Regions from separate parts of the Mus musculus genome. Here region 1 is linked to region 2. A link is a contact called in public Hi-C data. All regions are on one chromosome and are shown on one strand. The core of a region is the stretch at or near the end of the contact, and the rest is flanking DNA. Distances in the headings are between cores, read along the strand shown.

The links. Hi-C and Micro-C count contacts between places; a contact is called where the count stands out from the background.
Region 1: a contact with region 2 is called in a Hi-C map of embryonic stem cells, with 2.2 times the contacts expected there. The contact joins two enhancer-like sites. A contact is called at or near these places in 1 of 39 promoter capture datasets (the 3T3-L1 cell line), 2 of 15 datasets of contacts at CTCF or cohesin (embryonic stem cells and large pre-B cells), 24 of 484 Hi-C or Micro-C datasets (the 3T3-L1 cell line, the BV-2 cell line, the C2C12 cell line and 9 more) and 2 of 115 datasets of contacts at active chromatin or transcription factors (the NIH/3T3 cell line and fibro-adipogenic progenitors).

What each region holds. Positions count from the first base shown.
Region 1 is chr4:106,224,070-106,226,769 of GRCm38.p6, reverse strand. No RefSeq gene overlaps it. Among named protein-coding and RNA genes, the nearest start is that of Gm12724, 12 kb to the left of the region's middle. Within about 2 kb of position 1,384, at least 20 of the 459 cell types and tissues checked have an H3K27ac peak or open chromatin away from gene starts, as enhancers often do.
Region 2 is chr4:106,093,774-106,096,473 of GRCm38.p6, reverse strand. No RefSeq gene overlaps it. Among named protein-coding and RNA genes, the nearest start is that of Gm26047, 24 kb to the left of the region's middle. Within about 2 kb of position 1,438, at least 39 of the 459 cell types and tissues checked have an H3K27ac peak or open chromatin away from gene starts, as enhancers often do.

The DNA.
Region 1 (2,700 bases), core at 135-2,634, 130 kb before region 2:
AGAAGGTTTGTCTCAATCTGGCAGATCACTCACTGGGGCTAGCAAGCAGTGACAGGTGAATGTCAGTATGTATGTTATCCATTTTCCCATCTCTGTATCCCCAGTCAGCCCCCAACTCTTTCTGCAGTTGTAATTGTAATTGTCAGGGTTCTCTGGAGGAATGGAACAAGTAGGATGAAAAAAAACGCGAATTCGTGAAGTCAGTTTTAAAATAATAGCACCAGCAGACATATGCTACAGAGCTGAAAATGCAGTCCGTGAGGCTCGTGCCTCAGCAGTTGGAGTAGCCCCACAGAGGCTGCTCAGACTAAAAGGCTGGGTACCTCAGGGGTCCCTAATCTGGTTCTGGAAACGCAAAAGGTTTCTGGAGAACCGCTGGTCCCTTGTCTGTAGTAAGAGCTTGCAGACTCGGGTTCTGAGAAGACAAAAGAATCATCTCCAACAACAGGCAAATTTACTCAGCGCAGGAGGGGAGGCCAAGGAGCAAAAGGTGGGCCGCTCTTCCTTCTGCCACGCCCCTTTACCCAGGATGCTCCGGGAAGATGCACACACTGGAGCGGGTTTTCCCATCATTCAAGGCAATCTGGATTTTGGCTTCCTACTCAAGGTGATTCTAATGTAGAAGGCGACATTAAAACCAACCATAATAAAAAATTCAAACTACTACCCTATTGAGTGCTTTACATGGGTTGTATATTAATTCTCTTAACCCAGAGACTTTTGGTCATCTGTGTTTTACTGATGAGAAACTTGGCACAGAGGGGGCGAGTTATGAGCCTCGCAGCACACAGCTGCTAGTTGGGGCTAGTCTCTTTTCTAGCGTTCATAGCCTAGTCTAGACGCGTTCTGAGTAGAGTTTGTCCTACCTTAGGCATTTTTAAATCCTCAGGACCAAAGGGACTTCTGACGGTGTCTGCTGTGTTGTTGAACTGTTAGGCATAGACTTAATTGGGAAGTTTGAAAATGCCGCTCTTGCCTGGTATCAGCCTCAGCTCTGTCTTCTGGCCTGAGCCTATGCTGTCTCTGTCTCCTGGCCAGCAGGTAAAGACCCTTCATTCTTCCCCCAGCTGCAGCCCTTATGCCTCATTCTGCTATTGGGCACCAGGGGGTGCTGTTGGCTAGACTAAGAAGTAGCGATTCTCCTAGCTTAGGTTTGATGTTTTTGTTTTGTTTTCAAAATTTTCATGTGTGTTTCTTCCTAAGAACTCGGTGGAGGGCTGTGGAGAGGGACAGTGACCTGAGGCTTGAGCTAGACGTCCCTGGATCTTTGCGTGTTAATCAATGCTGTTGAAGCGGGAAGGCCAATCTTTGGAGAGTCTGAACTTCCTCTTCTTTTGGGGTGTGTGTGTGTGTGTGTGTGTGTGTGTGTACGCGCGCGATGTATGTATTTGTGTGTGCAAGTGGCGTGCTTGTACTCACATGTGGAGGCTCTAGGAGGACATTAGATGTCTGACCTTATGTTTTCTCACTGTGTTCAGAGAAGGTTGCTCACAGTACCTGGAGCTAGGCTGTGAGCCATGAACCCCAGAGAGCCTCTGGTCTCCACCCCACATAGTACTTGGGCTCTAGCTACAGTTTTTAAAAAACATGGATGGTGAGGATTTAAACTTGAGCCCTCCTGCTTATGCTCAGCACTTTCTGTCTAATCACCTTTCATCAGCATTTTGTCCTTGTTCTGGAGGGAGGTGTTCAAAAGCAATCATAAAAGGCAAGGTGTGCTAGCTAGAATAACGGGTTCCCAGGAACCCCCTACTTAGTACTTGGGATGTGAGAATATGAGATCTTAAGGATCTGGCCTATCCCAGCAGAGCTATAAGCAACCACAAAGGTCTTTACCAGCTGGATGAGGGAGGGAGGTTAGGTGAAGGGATGGGAGCATGGAGGCAGGAGGGAGGCAGGGGGCAACAGGCAGGGTCCCAGTAGCATGTGAAGATGTTGTACTCCTGGCTGGCAGGATAGAGGCCATGGATGACGGAAAGAAGATCCAGGCTTCAGAAAGAGGGAAACTGATTTCTTCCTAGCATTTTCAGAGACGCTAATGCCTTGAGTCAGCCTAGGAAAGTTAATTTTGGACTTAGGGCCTCTTGAGTAGTGAGATCATACATTCATAATTTTAGATGCTTTACCACTGAATGTACAGTGATTTGTTCTAGCAGCCATGGGCAACTGACACACGAGGAGAATCTGAAACTGCATCTGCCTCTGGTAGCCATCTGGTTTACCTTAGGGCCATCCCCATGAATACCCTCATTGTCAAGTGTGATGTTTGAATATGCTTGGCCTGGGAAGTGGCACTATTAGGTGTGACCTTGTTGGAGTAGGTGTGTCACTGTGGGTATGGGCTTTAAGGCCCTCATTCTAGCTGCCTGGAAGCCAGTCTTCTCCTAGCTGCCTTCAGAACAAGAGGTGGAACTCTCAGCTTCTCCAGCCCCAGGCCTGCCTGGATGCTGCCTTGCTCCCACCTTGATGATAATGGACTGAACCTCTGAACCTGTAAGCCAGCCCTGATTAAATGTTGTCCTTTATAAGAGTTGCCTTGGTCATGGTGTCTGTTCACAGCAGTAAAACCCTAAGACACCATGCTACGTTCGTACACTGGGATGGCCCAAGGAGTTCTAAGGAAAATCAGTGGGAAAAAGATTCTCCCTACCTGGTAAAAAAAGGAAAACACGAAATGGGAGCTTCTCTCTCTACCTTGAT
Region 2 (2,700 bases), core at 189-2,688:
CACCAGCTGAATTCCCCATCCCAGTTCTTGGGTTTTCATGAAAGGAAGCCAAGCTCACACACAGCTCCAGGCATCCCAGCAGGAGAAGAGGTGAGTCATTTACTTGTAGAGGAATTAGGGTCGGTAATGTCCCATTAATCTGGCTTCACCAGGAAATGAGCTGTGTCACCTAAGTACATTTTCCAATAACCAAAGCTTACCCTTTCATGTGCCAAAACTTGATTTAATCATTTTGCATGGAAGGCCTTCTAAAACTAATTACACGCTCCTTGCCCGTTGCAGTGGGTGAGGCTGCCCATTCTCTAACCTTTTCTTGAGGACACAAGAACCATTAATTCACCAGGCTATAAATTAAGAAAAGTAAGGTGCTATTTGTACGAATAATGCATTTCCTCATCTGTGCTGTGGATTTTGAGTTCTTCTGTCTTCTTTAATAATTGTATTCATTCTCTCCCCTCGACCCCCTGCATTTCTTCATTCTTTGTGGGTATTGTATGACAGCCAGCCAGGAATGGATTCTGGTGTCAGAGCTACATGCAGATTCTGGCTCTACTCTTCTGTCCACTGGGCTCCAGTGTCTTTGTGTGGAGTATGCATCCAAGTGAACTGTCACTGATTGTGTCTGGAAAGTCCAGTTCCCTCCTCACATCATTGGAAAGACCAGATACACAATGAATGTGATGATCCTCTATTGTGACCCTCACCCCTCAGGACTCAAGGCTGCTTAATAATAAGCACTGCTCCCATGGGTAGGTTTGCTTCTTGCTCTGCAGTTTTTCTACATTTTGATCCACAAACCTAATCTACAGAGGGTCCTCTCAGAGCTGCATGGACAAGCTTGCCACTGCCTTATTTGCTCTGTCTCCAGCCTCCAGGCATGTAACCCAAACCCAGATCTAGGGTAGGGATTGGGCACACTTTCCTCATTGTTAGAGGAAGCATCTCAGGTCTTCGGGGGAAGCAAAACGTCTAGAGTCAATCTCACAATCTGTTTCACATGTGGAGGTCCCAGGAGACGCATGCGGTTCTGTAGACTTTGGATCTTTAAAATGCTGGCATGCCACAGTCAAGTCCCACTTTGGATGCTTGCCCCAAGCTTTTCTGTGTTGAAGGAGAGCTGCAAGGGCCTCATTGCTCAACTCTTGGGGAATGGGGAGAAGGTATGTTCTCATTAAACAATTCACAAGCTCTCAGGGCTGCAAATAAAAACCATGACTCCCTCCCATGTTCCTCTTCCCATCCGATCCCCCACTTCCGTTGGCTTAGAAGCACTCCACCCTTCCTACAATGGGTAAAGCATGAACAACAAGTGGAAAATCAGGAGTAAGGGGCATGCTAGTTATTTTGTTAAAAAAAAATTAAGTCCCTAGAGCTAAAGCTAAAGCCACAGACTGACAGGGCAGGGTACGCCCCTGACAGCAACCTCCTGCCAAGGGTATTAGAATGCTGATTCATCTTCTTATGAAACGAAGAGCTCTCTAGAGAGCGGGCAAAGAAGGCAAGGAAAACAAGAGATTGCAAGGAAAAGGAAAGTGGGGAGAACTAAGAGGAGAAACTTATTGCGCAAATACCTAGCATGGGTGTGCACGTACGTGTACAGGTATGCGTATGTGTGCATGTACATGTAAATGCAGTGCTGTTTCATATAATGCAGACAGTTTTCATGGTTCTTATTTCCATCTTGCAAACTAGGAGACCAGTTTGAGAGAGAGTGATGTTTTCAAGTTACCCATTGGCGGATGAAGATTTTTTTCTTGGCAAGCAAAAGGGCGTAGACCTCCACTTCTCCCTCCCCTCCCCTTCCCGTGGTACAGAAAACAAGGGAAAGGAAAATAAGAAGGAAATGCCATGGTGACACATTCTTCAAGCCCTGTATCCCAGGCCACAGGTGTGGAAATTGCCACAACCTTTTCTGCTACAACACTTTACAACTGGTACATCTTGCCTCTTCCTTCCCCCCCCCACCCCCTTTCTTCCTTCTACAAGTGCTGCGTTTTTTGTTTGTTTTGTGTTTTGTTGTTGTTTTTGTTTGTTTGTTTGTTTGTTTTGTTTTTAGTCTCCTTTACTCTCAAAATGGGTGCAACAGTTTGTAGAGTGTTTATGGGCAGAGTTCAAGGAAACAAACCAGGACATTACAGCTTGGTTCTTTGTTTGTAAGTTCTTTTTGTAGCCCGTGCTTACTAAAATTGCAACAAAGTAACTCTGTCATTCTATATTTAGTTTCTGCCTCTTGGGTTTGACGTAGATCTTCCTCATCACTTTATCTCTGTGTCTTAGGAATCTTAGTAGATTAATGCAACCCAAGGATGTGGAAAGTAGAAATGATGTAACAAAAGCAATGAAAAGGGAGACATGCTGAATGGAATCGCACAGTACAAACTCAAGTTGCAAGGCTGTGCTGTTCTAGGCTCTGACATGCCTGCTTTAATGGCAGACTGAGCCATCTTCATGCTGACTGTAAGCTTTAATTCTCAATACAAGGATGTGTATAGAATACAGTGCTTGGGGGTTATAAGGCACGTGCAGGCATGATTCTTACAAGGTTAATTTGTGTTTCCTTGGAAGATTTTTTTTGTTTCTTTCACGTGACTAGCAACACCGAAAAATCCTGGTGTTTTTGTTGTTCTTGTTGTTTGTTTTCTGCTTTGTTTTGTTTTGGCAAGCATTTGTCATCAGAATTCTGTCACTGGCTCTTCATGT